Linked DNA regions of Mus musculus: region 1 is linked to region 2. A link is a contact called in public Hi-C data. All regions are on one chromosome and are shown on one strand. Each heading gives the region's core, a stretch centred on a gene start, on an enhancer-like site or on the middle of the called end of the contact. The rest is flanking DNA. Distances are from core to core; before and after follow the strand shown. Region 1 holds the start of Samd15 (sterile alpha motif domain containing 15). Region 2 holds the start of Ttll5 (tubulin tyrosine ligase-like family, member 5).

What was found. Hi-C and Micro-C count contacts between places; a contact is called where the count stands out from the background.
Region 1: a contact with region 2 is called in a Hi-C map of B cells, with 5 read pairs. The contact joins the promoter of Samd15 here to the promoter of Ttll5 in region 2. A contact is called at or near these places in 2 of 39 promoter capture datasets (cranial neural crest and liver) and 1 of 484 Hi-C or Micro-C datasets (B cells).

Annotation. Positions count from the first base shown.
Region 1 is chr12:87,197,106-87,203,710 of GRCm38.p6, forward strand. Samd15 (sterile alpha motif domain containing 15) reads left to right here and starts at 3,403. Exons shown (of 4, transcript NM_001290288.2): 1 at 3,403-4,931; 2 at 5,933-6,031. The coding sequence starts at 3,438. Tmed8 (transmembrane p24 trafficking protein 8) reads right to left here and starts at 3,124. Exons shown (of 6, transcript NM_001033475.3): 1 at 2,981-3,124. The coding sequence starts at 3,098.
Region 2 is chr12:85,822,246-85,829,080 of GRCm38.p6, forward strand. It overlaps Ttll5 (tubulin tyrosine ligase-like family, member 5), which reads left to right and starts at 2,675. Exons shown (of 34, transcript NM_001081423.3): 1 at 2,675-2,841; 2 at 4,208-4,379. The coding sequence starts at 4,306. It overlaps Erg28 (ergosterol biosynthesis 28), which reads right to left and starts at 2,648. Exons shown (of 5, transcript NM_021446.3): 1 at 2,226-2,648; 2 at 1-3.

The sequences.
Region 1 (6,605 bases), core at 2,153-4,652, 1.4 Mb after region 2:
CCCAGTGTAAATGTAGTTCTCTGAGCTATTCTTCACCCCTTTTGCTCCCAGGTTAACTACAGGGCGTACTCGCCCGCTCTAGTCCATTTTTAGCTCCCGAAAAAAATGGCACGGGAGCCTAATAAACTTACGAACAAGCTGCAGGCACTGTTCTAACTCTCTACAGATGCCTGCTTCCCTCTGTTCCATGTGTGTCCTCATGGTGACTCCCCTGACTGTGTGCGAATCCTCCTGGTCCTTCTCCCTTCTTCCTCTCTCATTCTTCCCTTTCAATTGCGACTCCGGACTGGAATCAGAAGTCCCGCCCTACCCTCTTCTGCCCAGCTATAGGCTGAATCAGCTCACTGTTAATCAATCAGGGGAGATGGAAAAGAATTATCACACATCACCGAGACAGGAGTTGCTCCAAATATCATGACATTGTCAATGTCCAAACTGCAACCAGATCTCTGGGCACAGCAATCGGCATCTGAATACACAGTGCACAAAACCACCCCCACCCCAGTACCCCAGGGCTCTGTAGACTTCAAAAAAAACCTGCCTTTAAGTGATGTAATACGTATTCCTCAGAGAGTTTCATGATATAAGGAATGATTCTCCTCTGGGGAAAAGAAGAACCCAGGTGCCCCCAAATAAAAAACAAAAAACACCAAAAAAAAAAAAAAATTAAAAAACAATCACAGTTCCTAAGACTCTAGGAACACCATGACCACTAGAGACTTTGGCTTACACAAACATACATCCTTCCTTTTACCAAAACCTCAGCAACAAATACCGGTGCTGCATGGTAAAAACACATTCTTTCTTGTTATTCTGCATACTGACAAACTCCTGAAGGAATAAAGTACACTGAAAGACTCAAACCCTCAGTTCAATAACAAATGAATATCCACTCATTTTCCCCTGCTGTTTTCTAAGATAACAAAAAGCGTCTTTCTGTCTCCTCCCTTTTTAGTGTCTCTACGTTAACTCAGCTCATTTTCTACTGGGAAGTGGCAGCACACTCCCAATTTTGAGCAGTTTTAAAGTTTCACTCCGGAGTCTATAAAACCCCACTAAAGTAGCATTGCCCCCGAGCTTCAGAGACGAAGCTTAAGTCCAGGCCTGAGTTTCTTTCGAATGCAGCATTTCTAACACGTGAGGTAGACCTGCAGGCCAAGGACCTTTTAATAGCCTATGGCTTATAGTTTGGCTGTAATAGCTGCTTATAGCTCCAATAACCAAAAATGTTGCCAGATGTTGCCAGATGTCTCCTGGGGTGTCAAATTGCTCCTGGTTAAGATCCACCACTCTACCCCAAGGAGCATCCTTGGTTATTACTGGATGTTCAGTCAAATCTTTGCACTGTTACCTTCACCTCCAGATTCAGCCAGATATTTGCAGAACTTCCCACCCAACAAACATTTGAAACACAAGGTGTTAAGAGCACTCCAGGAATATGTTAGAAAATAGATCTGATATAAAGCAAAGACACTCGGGTATGTTCACCACAAAGTGAGAAAATGAAAGACAAGTTAATGTGTATGTAATTTATAATTATTGGCACATATAAGGGACAGGTGCTTATAAAACATATACCTGTATAAGGGCTTATATGTTTAATCTTTATAATCTTTCAGAAAGTACACTTAATTTTTTTCCCCTTTTCTTTCTTGGTAGCACTAGGGACTAACCCAGGGCCTCGAAAATGAACTCTACCGCTTAACTACATCCCACCCTAATTAGAATTTTTATTACCATAATATCAAATATATGTTAGCATTGTTTACCACAGAGCACAAAAAAAAAACCCTTAAAAATAGAAAAGACAAAATGTATTAGGATGTTTTCAATAAAAATATTGTCCGTGATTCACAGCTGGGGGGGGAGGGGTGCTCGTGCAGCACCACACACCAGGGGCATGGAGAAAAGCCACTATGTTGAAAGATAGCAACCAGGAATACCTTTTCTAGTAATTTAGTTGTACTAAATCAGACTTTAATCTCCTCCAATTGCTTTGTACAGCGGGCATCTTGGGTTGCACATCAAGTACTTTAGTCACAGTGGCTCACGATCCTCCCACCGATGCTGTAAGGCACAGGTACTTTTAGAACCCACATCTTATACAAGAGGAAACTCAGACATGTTTAGAGAAGTTTAACCAATTGTCCAAGGGCACTAAAAGTGAGGATTCACATTCCAACTAAGCATCAGGAATCCACAGCAGTACCTCAGTCACTGTGACAGCTACTTTGAGATCTCGATAAAACCAATCACTTGCACTTAGTGTGACCAGATCTCTCCCCTCTAAAGTATCCTTTTAGTCGCACGCCCCTGTGATGGTCACAAGGCTGAAAGGTAACAGCGCGATAGACTGTGCCTATAGCTTTTGGACACTTAAGTAAAATCACACGAAGGAACTTGTGTGGTCTGAAATGGAGACACCGGCCCAAGCAAGAGGAGGGGTGGATCTCGGAGAACGAGAGACATCACCAAAATTTCTACTGCAGCCTCTAGTTCCTGCCTTTGCTTTCACTATCAGGCTCCTTCGAGACCTCAAAGCCTCCTTATTCTGGCTGCTTTCCATCTCTCCCACTCTCAAGGATGCAAGGGACGGAGGTTGGGCGCGGGGGCCTACGCTAGGGCAAAGCGGGGTTCTGAGAGGAAGGCGGGCGCCCCAGCAGACGCCGGCAGGAGCGCGCGGAAAGGCAGGTGGGGTCGCGCGGAGAGCCAAAGACAGGGGCAGGGGTGAGAGCGGCGGGAATGGAGGTGGGATGCGGACCCCGACTGAAGCCAAAGAGGCGCGGCGGAAGGAGCCGGACTGCCAAGCCGGGTGCTCCGAGAAAGGGAGCGGGACTGGAACCAGGGCATTTCCAAACCGCGTAGAAAACGACCTCGAGCGCAGCCGCGGGCCCCGTGACGGTGGGGACCCCGGTCGCCCGAGGTGCGCGGCCCCGAGCCCAGAGGCACCCACCCTTGCAGCGCCCGGGGCCTTGCGTACCTGAGGCGGCCGCCTGGCTCTCCTCCACTCCCCGTCGGTCCCCGACGCCGCCCGCCGACCCTCGGCGAGCTGCGGGGCTCCAGAAGGCCGGCCCCTCAGCTGCCTGCCGGTCCGACATCTGCAGCCCGCGCCGGGAGCGGCTCCGCAGCCAGCGGCTTGCGGCTCCGGAAACAGCCGAAGGCGAAGCGAGCGCGGCAGAGGAGAGCCGAGCGGAGCCGAAGCGAGCCACGGGCCGGAAGGAGCGGCTGGGCGGCAGAGGGTAGCGCTGGCCTGACACGTGAGAGGGGCGGGGGGGGGGGGGGGCGTGCTTTTTCGGTCGCCGGTTTTTACAGTCCGCACTTGGAAGGATCGACAAAATCTCGGGAAGAGTCTGGAAAACCCCGCCGGAAATCGTGGTATCCATAGAGACGCTGTCGGAAGTTGAGGTTGCTAGGAGGCCTTGGGCGCATCGACTGACATGTCTGAAGTCTCAGGAGATTATAATTCTGACTCCGATGAGAGTCTGAGTCTGCAGCCTAAAAGAACCAAATCTGGTAAATTACATAATGCTAACGCAGACACCTTGTTTGAGGTAAGCTCTAAGCTGTCCCCAAATACTGACCGAGACCCAGGAAATGTAGGAAATGTGCCACTAGAGCCAACCAGGACACGCAAGGGGGATTTGGTGCCCGTAGGTAAAAATCATGAGGTGCCAGACCTACAACGACAGGACGTTTCAGTAGGTGTGTTCAAAGGACCACCTACAAGAACAGGTACACAGCTACCAACAAAAATAGATCCAGAGCAGAAGACACCAGATATTCGAAGTGAAAAACTAAGAAAATCAGTTGAAGAGGAAGCTCTACCTCCATCCAAGATGACCAAATCGGAAAAGAAACAAAAAGAGTCAATTAAAGAAAAAAGTACAGAGCCATATGAGGTAACTAAACCTAAGTTCCCAGACCGGAAGCTAAGGAAGTCTACTGAGGAAGCAGATCTCAAACCTCACTTCAAGTCCACAGAGCAGTCAGGCACAGAGCAACCTGAGCAGACTAAGTTCCCAGACAAAAAACTAAGACAGTCAACTAAAAAGAAAGTCTCAGGGCCACTGGAGGATTTTGAAGAAGAATCAAGAAGACCCATTGATGAAGCAAGTCTAGAACTCTCACAAAAGAGACCATTAAAGGCTTCAAAGAAAGCACAAAAAAGCTCTTTTGATGAAAAATTTCCAGAGATGCTAGAACAGATTACTGTAGAACTACTAGATGACCAAGAGGAGACACAAGAAGAGTCCATTAAGGAGAAAGTTCCAGAACCATTAGGGGACCGGAAACCATCAGCTCAAAAGCACAAGCTGAGAAAATCAAGTGAAAGGTCTAAATTAAAGGACACATTAATAGAGCCAAGTAAGGACAAGGACCCGGGGCTACAAACACAGACTGAATTTCCAAAGGAGAAACTAATAAAGACAACGGAGAAAACGGGTGACAAGCCACAGCAGATAACTGATCCAGACATTCAAGAGAAGTCGCAGCCAGAACCAACCGAGAAAAATCTAGAGTTACCAAATAAACCCAAGCCAGAAGAGGAGAGAGACCTCCCCAAGGAAGACAAACCAGAATCAAGCAAACCTAATTATCCTGCAGGCAAAGATAAGCTAGCATTACCAGCCAAGATTAAAACTGAGTTTATAGTAGGATCTCCTAGAGAAAGCGTAGAGTCCTTCAGTACATTGTACGAAACCCAGGAGTTCCTCAAAGACCTTCAGACTGACATGAACGAACTGTTCCCAATCGTTGATGCTTCAGAGTCTCAGACAGAACTGAGGGATTCTACAGTGTTACCCCAGGAGGTGGAGCTACTAGGACGTAAAGAAACCAAGCCAAGTCTTACCCCAGAGTTTGAGCATCTTACCTGGAGCCCAGAAAGGGTTGCAGAGTGGATTAGTGATCTAGGCTTCCCTCAATACAAGGTATATACAAAAGCAATGGTTTTGAAGTTACATGCTCTAATCCCATTTTTCTCTATGACTGACAAGTTCTCTTGCCTCTAACAGAGAAGTCCTGCACTGTGGGGGAAGTCAGTTTTGATTGTGTGTCTTTTCCTGTCTTGTGTGTGTGATAGTGAAGATTGGACCTCCTGCATTAGCACATGTCAAACACATGTTCAGCCTATAACTGAGATATATAGATATAAGTAAACAGTATTTTAGAAGAAAAAGTTTTATTTGATTTTCCTATTCATCCCAATTATTATAATTCTCTTTGTTCCTTGTATAGAGGTTTAAAAATGTATAGAGTCCCCTTTGCATATAAATCTATAGTTTTAATATATTTTGTTCAAAATTAGGTCTTTCTGTTAAGATGTCTCATTGGCAATGCCCTCACCCTGAATTTATACTCTTTTTAGTTGTCTGCCCAAATATGTCATATGTGTTATAAACACTTAAAAGTATTAATGCATATTAGCTATCCACCCAAATTGGTTTTATCAACAACAACAACAACAAGTGTGCTCTTCTGAATTTATTGATGCTGACTACAGCATTAGGTTGTCACAAAACAGGATCTGAAACCTTTTGTACCTTCTGTATTTTAAAATGTCTTTGTAATGCTATCACTCAGGAGACAGATTCAGGCAGGTCATCAGGGATTGGAGGCCAGCCTGGGTTATAAACTGAGTTCCAGCTCAGCTGGAACAAAGAGTGATAGCTTTTCTCTACCCTGCCTTCTCACACACACACACACACACACACACACACACACACACACACACACAAAGTCATTGTCTCAAGAAGAAAAAAAGATCAGTTACAACACACAACATGCAAAAGCAGACTGAAGCCACTGCCTGAAATTTAACCCAGCACTTCTATTAAAAAATAAATAAATAAATTAGCAAAAATGTGGCTTTGTCTCTTTTTTGCTTCCAGTCGCCATAATGCATGTTTAAGAGCTGTTCTTGCATTGACAGGAGTGTTTTACTGAAAACTTCATCAATGGTCAAAAACTCATCCACGTAAACTGCTCCAACCTTCCTCAGATGGGAATAACTGATTTTGAAGACATGAAGGTGAGTTTGTGCATGGCATTTCCTTGTGCCAAGTGCTAGGACAATCCTACTCGCTGCCTGCCCCATCTTTCTCTGTTCTGGTCCATTCTTGTCATCATACGCTCATCCCTCAGACTCACTGTGGTCGCTTCCTCCCTCTGTCTTGAGTGTCACTTCCTCCTGTAGCACTTGTACTGTCTGGTATTTTACCGCCTCGTACCTACGATACTGCAGTAGCTTCCCGCTTTCCTGCCTTTAGCCTCTCTTAGTAAGCCTGTGGGACTCAAAGATTCTACTTTTAGATCTTGATTTCCAACTACTTACACACTGTTAAGAAACCCTCTCTGATCTCCCTGGTGTGAGATAGCCCCAAACCTTGGTTTAGGATTCCAGGCTCTCTGTAAGTTTGCTCCAGCCACCATTCTTTCCTGGCGCCTGCCCTGCCACTCCTCCACCTGAGTCTTCTCCAGCCTGCCAGGTCTAATCCCCAGCCTAACTCATAGCCTACTAGTGCATGCTCCCTCTGTTGGAGATCTTTGCTAAGTTCTCCTTCCCTTGAATCATGCTTTAGGACCAATTCCTCCTCATCTCCACA
Region 2 (6,835 bases), core at 1,425-3,924:
TGCCTTGGGAACAAAGAAGGCTGAAAGTTACTTCTACATCAGTCACAAGCTGTCACCTAACCTGTACGAGGGCTGTCTGGAGTGATGTCGGCAGAGCACTTCACACATACCTCTGCTAGTCCTTCGGCCCCACCCTATTTCTTGCTACACCACTTTTATTTCACAAAATATCTAGGAATATTTACCCTAAACAGAGCTATGCTGATCTTTGTCACGGAGGTTTAAAAAAAAAATGCAGTGGGTGGAAATGTCAAATCTAGCACAAAAGACATAGTGAGAAGGACAGAAGAAATGGGGGTGCGGACATTTCTATAAGTAATCAAATGGATTTCTGGGCAAGCTTGTGTTCCTGCCAATGCTCGGTCACTCTAAAGAGGGTGAACGACCAGTACACCTTGCAGCAAGTGGCACCACATTTACCTTTGCTCAACTAATCCTCCAAAGCACAGCATTGCTGTAAGTCAGAATTCCCTCCACTTGCCTGGAATCAGTATTACGCCTTCATCTCTTCATGCCATCCCTTTGCAATACAAATAGCTCAGGGTGATTCAAAATCTACTCAGATACCTGGACACATCCTATCAAATGTACAGAAGTTGCATCATACACTTGAATGGAAACCATAGTGTAACTGTCTGACTAGTCTTCTTAGTTTCCCTCTGCATGGCTCCCAGACACATCATGTTTCATAAACTAAAACAATCGAAAAGACTTGGAAAAGACCTGTCATAGCTTGATGTTGGGTTTCAAGAAAAGTACATTAGCTATAGTTACGGAACACTTGTGTCCTACACTTATATGTGCCCCAAGTATATAACATCTTATTTCACTCACTCCCTACATCAGGATAGGCAGGCACTATTAGTATTTCCACTTTACAGATGGGGATCAGAACCAAGAGCTAAGTGATTTGCTTAGGTAACATAGCTAATATGTGGCTGAGTGCCAGGGTCTGTGGACTCTGTTGCAATACTCCCTCATAGAATGTTTTGATAAAGTTCTCATCTTTTAAAAAATATTTACTTATTTATTTATTTAGAGACAGGGTCTTACTATGTGGCTAGTCTGGAACTCTACATAGATCAGGCTGGCCTGGAACTCACAGAGATCCATCTGCCTCTTCCTCCTGAGTGCTGGGATTAAAGGTGGGTGCGGCCAGGTGCAGCAAAGTTCCCATTTTTTGAGGAAGCTGGTAGGAGAGAGAGCTAGGTTCGGTACTTTTTGTTTAGCTCAAGCCTCGCTGAGTAGTGATTTCCATCAGCTCTAAAGGGATCCCACAGAGACAATTTGTCATAGCCACCATCATATTGGCCCTTCATTTACCTATTGTCAGGCTAACTGCTTTGGCCTGAAAGCTGTAAGAAACTATCAGGCTTCCCTTATCACTGTGGTAATGTTTCAGTATGATTCCCTACTACCCAGTGTATATAGACATCAAGTGAAGTGATGACGAAAAACCAACTATAAAGGGCTCCAGGAGAGAAAGGGTGGACCCAGAGGAAAGAGGTCTCAAACGGGGACTGTCCCAGTCTAGAGATGCTGGGGTGTGCTGATCTTCACAGACACTTACAGCATATGCCAATCTACTTCTTTTTACTTTCTCCTCTCAACACCAGCTTGGGTTATTTAAAAATCCCCCCAGCCCGCCCCCGCACACACTCCCTTTCAGTAGAACGTAGAACTTACACCCTCCATTTATTTCACAGATCTTAGAAATCCCAGAGCTGATGAAAACACACCAGAGCATTTCTGTATGACTCTACCAATTCTTTAAACCCATTCCCTTGGAGTTATGAGGTGGAGAGAGAGGTGGGGTACACCCTTGCCCAGGTCAGCATGGATGCGATACTAATTAACAATCAATAGAGGCAGACTCCTATCCTAGCTACACCACTCATATCTGAGGGGTTCAGACAAGCCAGTGAGACTCTAGAGACTCGGTTTTCTCATCCGTAAAATGGGGATATAAGCCTCTATCTCGAGGGTTACCCGATAATACATGAGGAAAAGTGAAAGCTCGTTGCAGAGCTAGGTTCATAACGACTGCCCGTTCACTCACCCATCCCCAGAATTGACCAAATCTCCATTTTCCTAGCACCTCCTCTTGGACATCGTTTCTAGACTCCTCCACCACCACCTCCGGTTGCTTTCCAGGCAACCCCCACTTTCCTAAATTTTGCAGATAGTTTTACTCGGGTGCTACATCCCACTCCAAATTCTCCTACCTGACGATCCAGTACTACTGCAGCAGTATCAGCAGCATCCGCAAACCAGCTCTCCCTAGGCCAGCTCCGGTCCCAAGTCCACCTGGGCCACTTGTTCCCGCCCCCTCCCTCAGCCCAGCTCCAGGATTGGGTTGTTTTTGTCAGTCCTCGTTCTGATTGGCTACGCTGGCTCAGTTCGAGCAGGCGATAGGGAGTGAACTCCTTTGCTGCCAATCAGCAGTTGCCGCCGCCTGAGCCTCTTCCTGCTACGCCGCTCACGCGGTAAACCCTTCTGTCGAGCGTGGCGGAACTCTGAGTTTGGAGTCAGTCTTTTAGGGGTGGGGAAAACGCAGAGAGAAAAAGGAGCCAAGAAACCTTCTGGTGACAGCCTGGGTTGGCTCTGGTGTCTGAGCGCGCCGTGGTGACGCCATCCGTCAGCGCCCGCAGCCGAGCGTTGTTCGCGCCGCTGGCGGGCGCCTGCGCAGTGGCTCTTAGCGGGCGGTTGCTTGTTGGTTGTTGTAGTAACGGGGGAAGCAGCCTTCGGCGGCTGCGTTGATTCGGGCTGGGGAAGGAGGAGGGAGGTGAAGCAGAGCGTGGTCCCCGCCTGCCGGCCCCGAGCCGTGAGAAGATGAGACAGGTAAACGCCTGCGCCGGCGCGCTCCGGGGAGGTGCGCTCCAGGGTTAGGCGGGCGCCGCTGCGCTTCCCTCCGAGCTCCGGAGCAGCTGTTGGCTTCCGGGCGTGCTGGGCAGAAGCGCTGCGGCAGAGTCGCCGCGTCCTTGCCTGCGGAGCTGCCTGGGGTTGGGGTGTGCTGGGCTGGAGCTGGCGGCTGGTCCCTGTAGGGGCAAGGACTTCCTGAGCATTTATCTCGTTCTACTCTTCAGGGAGCCGAGGAAAGGTGGGCATCCCTGAAGGTTTTAACTTAAAAGACTCTCAAGCATTTTTGGGTAAGGTCGAGAAGTTCCTTTAGGAATCACCCGAAAAGAATCATTGAGGTTGTTTGGTATTACTCATTTCTGCTGAAGATGTGTAGGGTCGGGGTTAGTCACTGTTGCTGCTTGCTGCAGTTGCTTTGTTTTTGAGAGTCTTATTGTATAAGTCAATGCACAGACCAGCAAAAGCTTGGAGAATTGCCACGAATTGATTATCTTTGAGTAGTGACATTAAGGTTAAGCGTTTTCCCTAAACGTTTCTATTTTCTCTATAACGAACATGAAACTTTTTCTCTATGGAAAGTGTTTGAAGTTAGAAGCCTGGGAATTGGAGATTTCCTAATTTTATGTGTCTACTTGATATCCGGATTAAAATGTGTGATTAAAAAAAAAAGTACCAATAATTAGAGTATTTGACTTCCCCTTTCCCCGGCCATTTATGTGATCCCTGCTGAGGAGAAATATTTTCACCACCCTTTTATTAATAGTTCGGGTGATTTGGTTTTCCTAGAAACATAACAGCTTATTCTGTTTGCTTGTGGTAGAGTCTGTATAAATATTGGCAAGGGTTTTGAACCTTGGATTTTTATTTTGATCCTGGTCAGATTTGTTTAGCAAAGAATTTTCTAAACATAGGCTTATCAACTGTCCACATCAGTGCCCTAAAGCCTCTCCTTTGGTGCTTGCTCTTTTATTATATAAAACGACTCAAATTCAGTAACAGCTTTTTAGATACAGCAGAGACAGTATCTGTTTGAAAAAAATTTTGTGTCATACCCTTTTAATCCCAGCAGAGGCAGGCAGATCTCTGAGCTCTAGGCCAGCCTGGTCTACAAGTGAGTTCCAGGACAACCAGGGCTACACAAAGAAACCTTGTCTTGAAAAACAAAAACAAACAAACACAGAAAAAAAATTCTTGATTTTTGTGATATGTGAGGTGCACTGTGGCAGAAGGTAAGCTTCTAGAGACTGGAAAATACTCAGGAATATATTTCTTTTCATCTTAAAGATCATGCAAAAAATCCTGAAGTATGCAACTGCATTGTCTTTGAAGTCCTTTGACTTTCTTACAGGAGTCTGTGCCATCCAAATTGTTTGATCCAGTGAGACTGCAAGGAAGAAAGGTCTCTGAGGCCTCTGTGTGCTGACTGTATGACAGACCCCAAAGGAGATGCCAGTTGTGATGGCCCGGGACCTGGAGGAGACAGCATCGTCCTCAGAGGACGAGGACCTGGCCAACCAAGAGTGAGTGACAGTCAGCCCGCCCTTAAGGGGGGGGTTCCTTTATTCACCTCCAGGTTTCCTTCTTTGTGTTGCCTGGCCCTAGCTTCCATCTGTGTTTGGAGTCAAGATCATATTATTCACTTCCCATCCTTTTTCAGAAATTCGAAGGGTGGGCTTATGTTTCTAGGCCTCTAAGTCAATATCACCTTTAGATGTTCTAAAGTTCAGATAGGAACTCAGGTGAACTTGGTTCCCCACCCCCTTCTGCTTTGTTTTTGAGGTGGGGGTCTCTCATTTCTGTTGCCATACCTCCCACCACATCTGGCGCGCTCTCTCTCTCTCTCCCTCCCTCTCTCTCTCTCTCTGTGTGCACATTTTAAAACAGACTCGCCTGCTTGAGTTTATGTGCAGCATGGGCATGCAGGTTCCTGAGGAGGCCAGGGTACATGGAATTCCTTGGAGCTTCAGTTACAGAGTTTGTGGCAGCTTGATGGAGTGCTGGGAAATGAACCTGGCTCCTCTGCAGGAGCAGGAAGCTCTCATAACTGTTGAGCCATCCTTCTAGTCCCTGCAGTTGGCTTTGTTGTGGGTTTTGGGGGATTGAACATGGGGCATCAGGCTTCCAAGCAAGTACATTTACCTGATGCACCATCTCCTGGCTCTAATAGGTGAACTGAGTGCAGTACGGATGTGGAAGTCAGAGGACAACTTTCTGGAATCTGTTCTCTCCTTCCATCATGTGGGTCCTGGGAATTGAACTTGGGTCAGGTTTGGCGACAAGCACCTTATCCGCTGAGTCATCTTGTCAGCCTTGTGTCTTGACCATAGCTTCTAGTAATTGAAAAATTGGAGATTTTGAAAATTTTAGAGATTGGTGAAACGTTAAGTTCTTAGGCTCTGACCTTGACTCTATAAGTTTTCTCTGAAGCATTTACAGCTGTAGAACGGTGATGATATGAAGGGCAGGCCACACACAGCAGAACCTCTGTGAAGATGCTCCGATGAGAATACTAGAGCTCTGTAGCCTGTGCCGTGTTCATTGAACCACAAGGGCTCTCTGTAAGTTCTTTCAGGTTAAGGGTCAAGGTCATTCATTGACTGTTGGGTCCTCATAATGAAAATGATTAACAGGGCCAACTGTAGCTTCTAGAGATGGTAGAGTAGATCATTTAATATGCACACTGAGAGATTTTAATTTAAAAATATTATTTCCACCTTATTAGACTCACAAATATCAAAGAATCTCCACTTTACAGAGAAGAGATGGATTGTGATTCTAATTTAGCTCTCAGTTTTGAGGACTTTTACCTCTCATAATTTTACTCGATATGGAAGAGAAAAGCTGATAGGCTTATCTAATTTATTTATATATAACTCTAAGCTCTCATATATGTATACTGCACTTTCATCCTCTCCTTCCACTCCCTCTCCTCAAATTCATAGCTTCTTTTTAAAAAAATTATCTTTACATAAATGTACACACACTCACACACACACAAATACACAAATAAATATAATCTTGAGGCCAGGGTGACCTGAAGCTCACTAGGTAACCCAGGCTGGCCTCAGATGCGTAGCAGTCCTCCTGCCTCAGCTTCCTAGTGCTTGAGATTTTAGGCGTGAATAAGTCACTTTTCTTAGCTTAAGCCGTTTCTCAGTCCCTTAGAATACACACTCTAGAACCCGAGTAGCTCCCAGCCTATTTTGAAAGGGTGTGATTAGGTTCAAACTATAATACACATGAAAGTACTTGATAAAGTTATGAAGCATGGTATAAATGTAAGGCATTGTTCTTAGTAGCTAATGCGGTCATGGTAGACTGTATAAGGTAGAAGATTATATTAACAATATTTGAGAAATAGTTACAGCATTAAGTTTCCAGGAAAGGCTTATCATTGTTAGTTCACAGCACATAATGACTTGACAGTGTATTGGGGTCACTGTTTTCAGATAATTAGATGGGTAATTCCCTCTGGTTCCTCTGCTTCATGCGACATCTTACTTCAGTCTACTTCCTTTTACTCATTTTAGAAAGTATTTAATGCCAACCAGGGTTGTTCTTTTACTCTTGTTTTTCCTTTTTTCTTAATTTTTTAAAATCTCTGCGTAGTGGCTTAGATGATGAACACAGATAATACAATATAACTGACTGTTGCTTATATTTATAATTGAGAAATGCTAATTATCTAGTAGATTTCCCAACCCTCATCTAAATTCATGGAGTTTTTGCATACTTCTGTGGATTTTTCGCGATTACTCTTGTCTTGTCAGCTCATGGACAGGTCTGTCATACACTGGCTTTCTACTCTGGGAAGCTGACTCAGGGTTTCTGACACTGAGGTGAAACATCAAGACCCAAAGCAACACCAGGAAAAAAGACTTCATTTTAGCTTCCATGTCCAGGTCCCAGTCCAGTCAGGGCAGGGACCCGGCAGGAACCTGGAGGCAGGGCTGAAGCAGACGCCATGGAGGACACT